2 separate regions of the Rattus norvegicus genome follow, and region 1 is linked to region 2. A link is a contact called in public Hi-C data. All regions are on one chromosome and are shown on one strand. The core of a region is the stretch at or near the end of the contact, and the rest is flanking DNA. Distances in the headings are between cores, read along the strand shown. Region 1 holds the start of Vps16 (VPS16 core subunit of CORVET and HOPS complexes). Region 2 holds the start of Snrpb (small nuclear ribonucleoprotein polypeptides B and B1).

The links. A called contact is a pair of places that touch in the nucleus more often than the background predicts.
Region 1: a Hi-C map of mammary epithelial cells shows a contact between it and region 2, with 2.2 times the contacts expected there. The contact joins the promoter of Vps16 here to the promoter of Snrpb in region 2. A contact is called at or near these places in 2 of 12 Hi-C or Micro-C datasets (frontal cortex and mammary epithelial cells) and 1 of 1 datasets of contacts at active chromatin or transcription factors (oligodendrocytes).

Annotation. Positions count from the first base shown.
Region 1 is chr3:138,074,370-138,078,774 of GRCr8, forward strand. Vps16 (VPS16 core subunit of CORVET and HOPS complexes) reads left to right here and starts at 1,341. Exons shown (of 24, transcript NM_001005541.1): 1 at 1,341-1,415. The coding sequence starts at 1,363. Pced1a (PC-esterase domain containing 1A) reads right to left here and starts at 1,738. Exons shown (of 8, transcript NM_001399284.1): 1 at 1,461-1,738; 2 at 365-505. The coding sequence starts at 488.
Region 2 is chr3:137,830,580-137,834,909 of GRCr8, forward strand. It overlaps Snrpb (small nuclear ribonucleoprotein polypeptides B and B1), which reads right to left and starts at 1,900. Exons shown (of 7, transcript NM_134358.1): 1 at 1,802-1,900. The coding sequence starts at 1,804.

The DNA of each region.
Region 1 (4,405 bases), core at 91-2,590, 240 kb after region 2:
CTCTGCTCTTCCCAGCTATTTCGCTCTCCTCTAGCTTATGCACTGTGACCGAAGACCAACTGGCAAAATTATGTTGGTCAAGTCACTAGGGAAACACACAACATAGCCCACAGATCCTTTTAAGAAAATCATGGAGGGCAACAACAGATAAAGATGCCACACGAATGGGCTGAAATAGTGCACAAATGATATGCCAGGGCACCCGTGGAAGGTATGTAGGGAATTTAAAAAAGAAAAAAATACAGTCTAGTGTTCTAAAACAAGAGTAAGAGATGGAGAAGTCTGAAATGGAGATGCGGCGAGCAGACAAAGAAAAGGCTGTAGATACAGGGCTGTGAAATGTCATCCTAGAGTGGTCACTCACTGGAGTCCCCCAAAATGACCACGAACTTGTTGTGTAGCAGCTGCTGGACTTCCGAGGCATGGAAGTGGACCATGGCGCTTCCCAGCAGGCGGTGCGGCATCTTGTTTTCCAAACAGAAGACCATGCTGCCACTGACACCAGCTGCAGGGAGAGGCCAATAAGCTGATAGAGGGCAGGAAATCAAGGTAGGTCGGTCTGTTCCAAGATGACCCATGCGCGGTGGTCCCTCCCTGGCTGCTCTGAGTAATAGGGAGGAGAGTAGGGCGGCAAGGCGAATCCCAAGAAGGCACCAGCCTTTATCACACTCGAGGAAAGGCGGAGGGTCACTTGGGCGGTAGTCCTATACTATGGCGCTTCGCGCGCACGCAGAGACTCCCTTGCTCCCTGACACGTGTCAACGGCGGCCTCGTGCGTGCGCACACGTCTGCTCGCGCCAGTTACCAGGTCTCAGGGCTCCGGGGATTCACCGGCCAGTACGGCAGGCCCGGGCGCGGTGCGCCTTGTCCGCAGCGGGTTCCTTATCTAGAGTCATGTTCCCATGCCCCTGGAGAGCGGTGGGTTCTGCAAAAATCCCGCCCCACAGAGCTCGGGTGCCCAGGTTAGCTGTCGGTACGCAGCTCGAGGCCCAGCGCTCCCCATTCGTGCGTTGCGGTAGTCCAGCCAATGCTTCCAGCGTCTGAGCTTCAGGAGATGCTCATGGCTCCCACTTCCGGTCACCCATGTCCCGCCCTATGCGACCCCCAACGCCGGAGGAATCAGAAGGGCAGTGAGGTTGGCCGCTGGGAAGAACAGAAATTAAGGCTAGGCCCACTCGGGCGGGCGCGAAGCCCTGGTACTGGCCGAGGGCAGGACGAACGTTCAGCATAGTTTGCCCACAGTGCTGATGGCCGCTATGGCGGCCTCATCACGTGACCCCGGCGGGCGGAAGCGGAAGTGCGGCCTGAGTTTGGGTTAGGCGGGTTTTTCCTCGGCGTCTCTAGCCGACAGCTGTACTAGACATGGACTGTTACACTGCGAACTGGAATCCACTCGGGGACTCTGCCTTTTACCGGTGAGCCTCCCGTCGCCCCACCTTCTGACCCACTGCCCACCTTACCGTGTTTGTCTGATGCTGCCTTGAGCCGGCAGAGCCAGCGGTGCTCGTCCCGGTCACCACGGGTGCTGGCGTCCGCCCCTATGGCGGCTCGCCCGAACGTCTGCCACTTTACGCACTTTAGGGGCAGCAATTTGGTCCTTCCTTTGCGCCAACTGAGGCAAGCTCAGAAGCCACCCCCAAACCGAGGTCTGCTGGCCTCCGGAAGGATGCTCAGATCACGTTGAGGAAGGCCGCCCGCGGCGACAGCGAGTGCCAGTCTCTTTCCGGAAACTGCTGCTGAAGTCAGACCGTAGGGGCTCTCACAGGAGGGCGGGATCGCCACAGCGGGCGGGGTGACAGTACTGACCAAAGCTGAGAGAAGAGGGTGAACAACGATTCAGTCTTGGGTCACAACTAATGAGAAACCCTAGGCAGTGGCAACTCACTGGAGTTGGAGTACCCTTAGCGGTACTTTCTCAAGGCTAAAGTAGTAACGTGATTACAATGGTTACTGTCTCGTTGGCTTTATTTCTTTTTAAGATATAAAGTACAAACTGCTTGTGGAACTCTCATCAGTCAGCCTCTATTTGTCTCTCTCTGAGCGGTTTCCAATTTAACTAACCTCAACCATCCTCAATTAGTGAGAGTTCCAGCTTCACAGAATTGCAGGACCTCATCAGACCATGCATGCCTTGTGTTTGCACAGTCCTATAGTCCCTTCTATGGGCATCGCAGTTTTCCTCTTTATCACCCTAAAGAATGTTGCTCATCTTTCGGTACCTCCTTGGTTTGCCTGCAATAAAATCTTTTGTGCCTCACAGGGGCCAGTTGTAGAGTCTTTTAATATGTGGCACAGGAGGGCAATGTTTGTATGTGTTTCTCCTGCCAAGTTCCTTGAGGGCTAAGAATACTTCAATTTCCCATGCATATTTAGGCCAGGGCCTGTTACCTAATAGTTGTTCAGCCTGTGGTGGTCCGTGCCTCCTAATCCCAGCACTCTGGAGGCAGAGGCAGGTGGATCGCTGCAAGGTCCAGGCCACCCTGGCCTATAGTTCAGGCCAGACAGGGCTACATAGTAAGACCCTGTCTCAAAACAACAACAGAAACAAACAAAACCTAATAGCTGCCCAACAAAATTATATAGAATGTTTTATTGACGCACCTGAAGATGGTGTTTTATTTCAGTAGAAGACATTGCTTCTGCTACTAAAGCTATGTACCTTTCTCATAGCCAGACTGTTAAATGGAGCTTCGTTATTTACAGTGTGGTGCGTTTCCTAGACAGAGGATGCCTCGTGGTAATTTTTAGAGATCTGTTACATTTGTTTATTCATGATTCCTCTTAGACATATGTACAGTATGAAGCAACTGAAACTACTAATGAGCAGAGTGTGCTGTCACACCCACAGTCCCAGCACTTGGGATGTGGAGGCAGGAAGACTAGGATTGCCAATTCAGTCCAGGTGTGTGCATGCATGTGCGTGTGTGTGTGTGTGTGTGTGTGTGTGTGTGTGTGTGTGTGTGTACTGAAGCCAGCCTCAGCAAGATGAGACTCTGTCCCAAAATATGTATTTAAAAGCTAAAAAAATATAAAATGTTAGCTATTACTTTTAAAAATACCTGTTGCCTTCCCAGACTTTTAAAATCAGAGCATGGAAAAAGATGACCTCATTACAACAGAGCTCGTCCTATTTATTCTAAGAAGTTTTAGTTTCACAGATACATAAATAATGTTTCAAAAGATGTGAGTCATAGAAGTGTTGAACTCATAGAAGCAAGTAGAAGAGTTAAACATTACTGGGACTGATAAATATGTCCTAAGTTGCTAACTTTCTTATATACTAGATATTATGCTAAGTACATATGTATGCATGTATGTGTGTATGTATGTATGTGTATGTATGTGTGTGTGTACAGTTTCCTAAGTACCACCACCGTACAGAACTAGAGTCATGATTCATACCAACTTATTAATGAGGAACTGAGGGGCAGTCCAGGTTCTGCAAGTGGTGGTGGGACATGCCTTTTTAATCCTAGCAGAGGCAGGTGGATCTCTGAGTTTGAGGTTACCCTGGTCTACAGAGTGAATTCCAAGACAACTAGGGCTACAGAGAGAAACCCCTTTTTGAAAAGCTCCCCACAACCCACCCAAAAGATGTATGTGGTAGACTCTGTGGGCCAAAACATAGAAGTTTGGATCTTACATTTGTGTGTGTGCGCCCCTCCTGCACATGTGGAAGTCAGTGGACAACTTGTAGGAGTTGGTGTTTTCCTCTCCACCATTATTGAACTCAGGGCAGCAGGCAGCAAGCAGCGTTTGCTATAAAGCTGAGTCACCTCTCCTAGGTGTTGGAGACAGGGTTTCTCAGTGTAACCAGCACTGGCAGTTCTGGACTAGAAGACCAGGCTGGGCTGGAACTCAGAGAGGTCTGCCTGCCTCTGCCTCCAGAGTGTTGGGATCAAGGGTGTGTGCCACCATGTCCAGTTCCAGATTTTTTTTAAATCGGGAAAATGTAAGGACATTTTCTAGTTTATTCTCCAGTGGGAAAATGTTTTAAGACTAGGTATTTAGTTTAGTTCATGTGTTCATCTTAGACTTAATCTGACTCTAATAAGTGGGTAAATGGGCAACAGGTGGAGACATTTCACTTGAGTTTAGGGCAGGGATCCGCATTGGAATTAGTGTTGTCAGAAACTCACTGGATTTGGAAAGGTAAGGAGAAGTGGCGACCATCTCTTACGTGGTTCTAGAGATTTAGCCATTTTAATCCTAAAACTGCAACTTGAGCCGATTCCTTCTTTAATTTGACCCAACCTGTGCCAGACTCAGTGTGTGTTAACTAAGAGAGACATAGGCCCCCTTCGACATTCATAGGGCTCACAGCCAGCTCACGAGCCAGAGGATAAACTGAACCTTTGACCACAGTTACAATGGGAGTTCTGAACCTGGGCTGTGTGGAAGTAAG
Region 2 (4,330 bases), core at 650-3,149:
AGTCCACTTAAGCAAAAGCTTATTACCAGAAAGTGAATCAGCTCTGAATCGAGAATGGAGTCCTCAAATCCAGAATTGGTTAGCGTGCCTCCAGGGCTTTGTGTAGTAAGGGTAACTTTTCTAGGCTAGTGTTAGTTTGGATACTTAATGCTCTGATATATAACTTGTTAACCTTAATTTTTAATTTAAGGCAACAACAGTTTCTATCCTGGCTTCCAATGTAGCTTTGAAAAAATGGGGAGCCTATACACATCCCAAGGTCAACGGAGGTACCTGTCTCTCTTAGAAACATAACAGCTTCCCTCCAGTCTAACTGGTATTATGTTACCCGGAACTACCCAAGTACCTCAGGAACTACAATTGCTGTTCACCCCTGTGAGTACTACCCTGTCCTAAACTTAAGACCCAGATTATGTGTTTTCTGCTTAATCACCTGTTCACAGAGATCAGCATACATCGGTCCATCTGCCTAGTAACAGCTAATACTTCATTGGATACTCCCTGTATATCCAAGCCCTTGAAAGGGATTGTGCATTTCATTTGATCCTCAAAACTGGACCCAATGTCATTCATTTTTACTGGTAAAATTGGCTACCCGGGCTGACGATTAAGCAAGGGCTTGCCTCAGTCAAGTCTCCAAAAAACAAAAAGCAATATCGTGTTTCACCACCGCGGGTTTCTTCAGCTACACGACTAGAGTAATGTTTTAGAGATACTAAGGTATTTATTACATTTGCTCTGTAGTCAAAGCTGATCTCAAAATCAGGATCCTCTGCCTTCCAAGTACAGAAATCACAAATAACAGAGATTTTAAGCACCGGCCACTTTCCCTGGCTGACCTTTCTTTTTTTTTTGGGGGGGGGGGTTCTTTTTTTTTCGGAGCTGGGGACCGAACCCAGGGCCTTGCGCTTCCTAGGTAAGTGCTCTACCACTGAGCTAAATCCCCAGCCCCATGGCTGACCTTTCTAAACCTAATTTAAGTTCATTAAACCTGTGAAAAATCTTGAAGCGGTATTTTACTATCGGGGATAAAGCAGGGTTGGGCCTCCAACAACCAGACTCCTGGAAACTTCTTGCCGTCTACAGCTTTGCTCTCGCAGTTCTCGAGATTGCTAACCCTCCCTCCTAGGGGGAGCCAGGGCGCCCCTAAACAATCACTTGGGAGTCAGCTCTGGACCCCGGCCCACCTACTGGAGAAAGCGTTCTCGCCCCTCCTCCTCCTGCCGTTACTTTTGCCTATGCTGAGCTACCATAGTGAGTTATATTAGGACTGCCTGGGTCAGAAACTTGGCCCAAGAGAAGCCAGAGAACTTATTTCAGGGTGCAGTCCAAGCGCCTGACATACCCCAACAAGAGAACACGAGTAGCAAGGTCGCGCTCTGCGTGCAAACACTCTCCCCTACCCTCCCACTCCCTCCGCTGCTAGACTCAGGTTTCCGGCCTTGACCTCCACAACTCCTCCGTCTCGCCCGGCGCTCCCGGGTCGGCCCGAGGCTCGCGCCTGTTCCAAAAACCCGGGCACACATTGACGCAGTTTAAGGCTACCGAGGCTGCGGAACCGAAACCACTGTGGCTCCGGGAGACGACGTCTGACGGTCGCACATCGGCCTGTCTCCCGGCTGGCCTTCCCCTCTACCCAGGCGCAGCCTCACGTTAAGTCCAGGCCTTTGGCGCTGGGATCAAGCGGCTTCCACCCCGACCTTCTCCGCCACAGGCGGCTCGGCTCCAACACACGGACGCGGTCCGCTACCGCCCCACTCTGCACCCCCGAGCGCCCTGCGGCCAGCCCGCGACTTCTCACCATGGTGGCGGCTCGGATGGCTCAGATTCCCGCCGGATTCGCTTCCACAGAGGCCTAGTCGGCAGCCAGCACCTAGATTCCCGCCGCCGCTAACGGAAATGCAGCCTGCAAAATGCCGCCGCTTGTGAAGCTACTTCCGGTCCGGCCTCAGCCCTGGAGTTCCGGTCTCTGGAAGCCAATTAAGGGGCGGGGCATTAGTATCAGCTGATCGTTTAGTGTTTTGTTTTTGTTTTGTTTTTTGTTGTTGTTGTTGTTGTTTTGTGGAGTCCCCCCCTTGTTTTTATTTTATTGGGCTTTCCCTCCTCGTTTTGTTTTGCTTTAGACAGGGTCTCACTGTGTTTTGAGCTTCGGATCCTCCTACCCACAGCGTCCTTAGTACCGGATGCTGGCGTACACCTTTAAGCTTGGTGGCAAACATCTAACTGAAAGCCTTGGATCCTCAATAGGACAAACACCTTCCCAGCTTAAGTCTGCTCCAGTAGCTTGTTTTACACGCCGGTGTCCCGGAACCCCGCTCCCACCCCAGTTCTCACCCAGCCAGCACTCTTGTGAACTCACTCTAGGCAGCCACTGCTCTAACTTTTCTCTTGCAGCTTGGACTATTTCCTCTTTGTATTTGGTTTTGTCTCATTAGAAATACTAGACTCTCAGGTATATGCAAATCCTCACGCCTTTAACTCCAGGATCTACACAAAAATAACAGTCCTGGTGAGGACTTCCCTAACCACCCTTTCTAGAAAAAAAATTGCAACTTTCTCAGGCTCCTCATGCTTACTTTTTGGGTTTTTTCTCTTTAATATTGATTACTATCTGACATGCTAAACCATAGTCTCTCATTATTGAAGGGGCATACCTTCCAAGACTCTGGGCAATTCCCCAAGCACAGTATCAAATCCTATATATGCTATTTTTTCTACATGTGAGTACTTATGATATGCACATTCTTTTCACTTAAAGCAAGTGTTATTTGATACCCTTGAACTGCCAACATCACTAATTAAGTACTCTAGGACTATTTTTAAAAACCGGGATTTAGGCAAGACAAATTTTGGGTCGAAGTTTTTGTGGGTGGATTGATGTCCCCTTCCTGCCCCTGGAGTCCTGCCTAGTTACAGGAGGTGCCTACTACAGTCTCTATATCCCCCTCTGGTAGGAATCTCTGTTATCCTCCCCCTGCCCCAGGCCTCCAACTAGCCACCAGAGAAAACCCCAGACACCCCCACCCCCACCTACCCTGGTGTATTTCCACTCTCACTCCCAACACCAGATCAACACACACACACACACACACACACACACACACACACACACCCCACACCTGCACCACATACACACCCATTCCCTACCCAGTTACCTCTCTCCATCCACCTCCAATGACTATATAGTTTCCCATCTGAGATTGGAATCCTCCCTTGGGGCCATCAGTGGTGTCAGGAGGAGGCAATGGGGTCAGGGGGAGGGATTTGTAAGAGAGGAGGGAGCGGGGCTGGGGATTTAGCTCAGTGGTAGAGCGCTTACCTAGGAAGTGCAAGGCCCTGGGTTCGGTCCCCAGCTCCGGGGGAAAAAAAAAAAAAAGGAACCAAAAAAAAAAAAAAAAAGAGGAGGGAGCAAGAGCTATGATCTAGATGTAAAGTGATAAAAAATTATTGGAAAAAAACAAAAAACAGCAACAAAAACACCTTTAATACCAGCACTCAGGAGGCAGAGGCAATTCAAGACCAGATCAAGTTCCAAGACAGCCAGAGCTACACAGAAAAAAACCTATCTCAAAAAACAAAAACAAACAAAAATAACAGGAACTATCTGAACACCAGCACTGCAATGTAGGTCAGCCAATTTGTTGAGCCCTATGACTACTAAATGGGCGGCATATACAGTGTGGGTACCTGCTCAAAGGGGCGATTCCTGGTTAAGTCAAAAACATAGTATTTGTGCTACTCAGAATGGTGCACAACAGAGAACAGTAATTGCTTATTTCTGGGATTTTCATTTAATATTTTCAGACTGATAGACCAAAGGTAACTGAAACCTGGATAAGAGGGTACTGTGTATATTTTTAAGTTATTTTACTGCCCCAGCAGAATGTAAGCTATGCTACGAGACGGATTTTTCTTTGTATACTGTTTATTATTTAGACTACTGCTTAGCATAATGGGCTTATAAAATATTTGTTTAATGGGTTAATGAATTAATCTCGTTTGGCTCCACTACTTTTCAGTCATTGCCTATCTGCCTAGAACTTTCTAATTTATTCCTCTGACCTTGTTTTTTGTTTGTTTGTTTGTTTGTTTGTTTTGTTTGTTTGTTTTTGCTGGTCTTTTATATACAATCACTTGCTTAATAGCTGTCCAGCAGATATACTAAATTTAACTTGTTGCAAACTGACTTCTTGGTCTTCCCTTCCCATCTCAGAAGTCGTGTCATGTTAAGAAAACAAGGAATGGTGCTAGGAATGTGGCACGTTGGGTAGATTGTTTGTGTAGAACACACGAAGCCCTGGGTTCAGCCCCCAGCATCATATTAATTTGG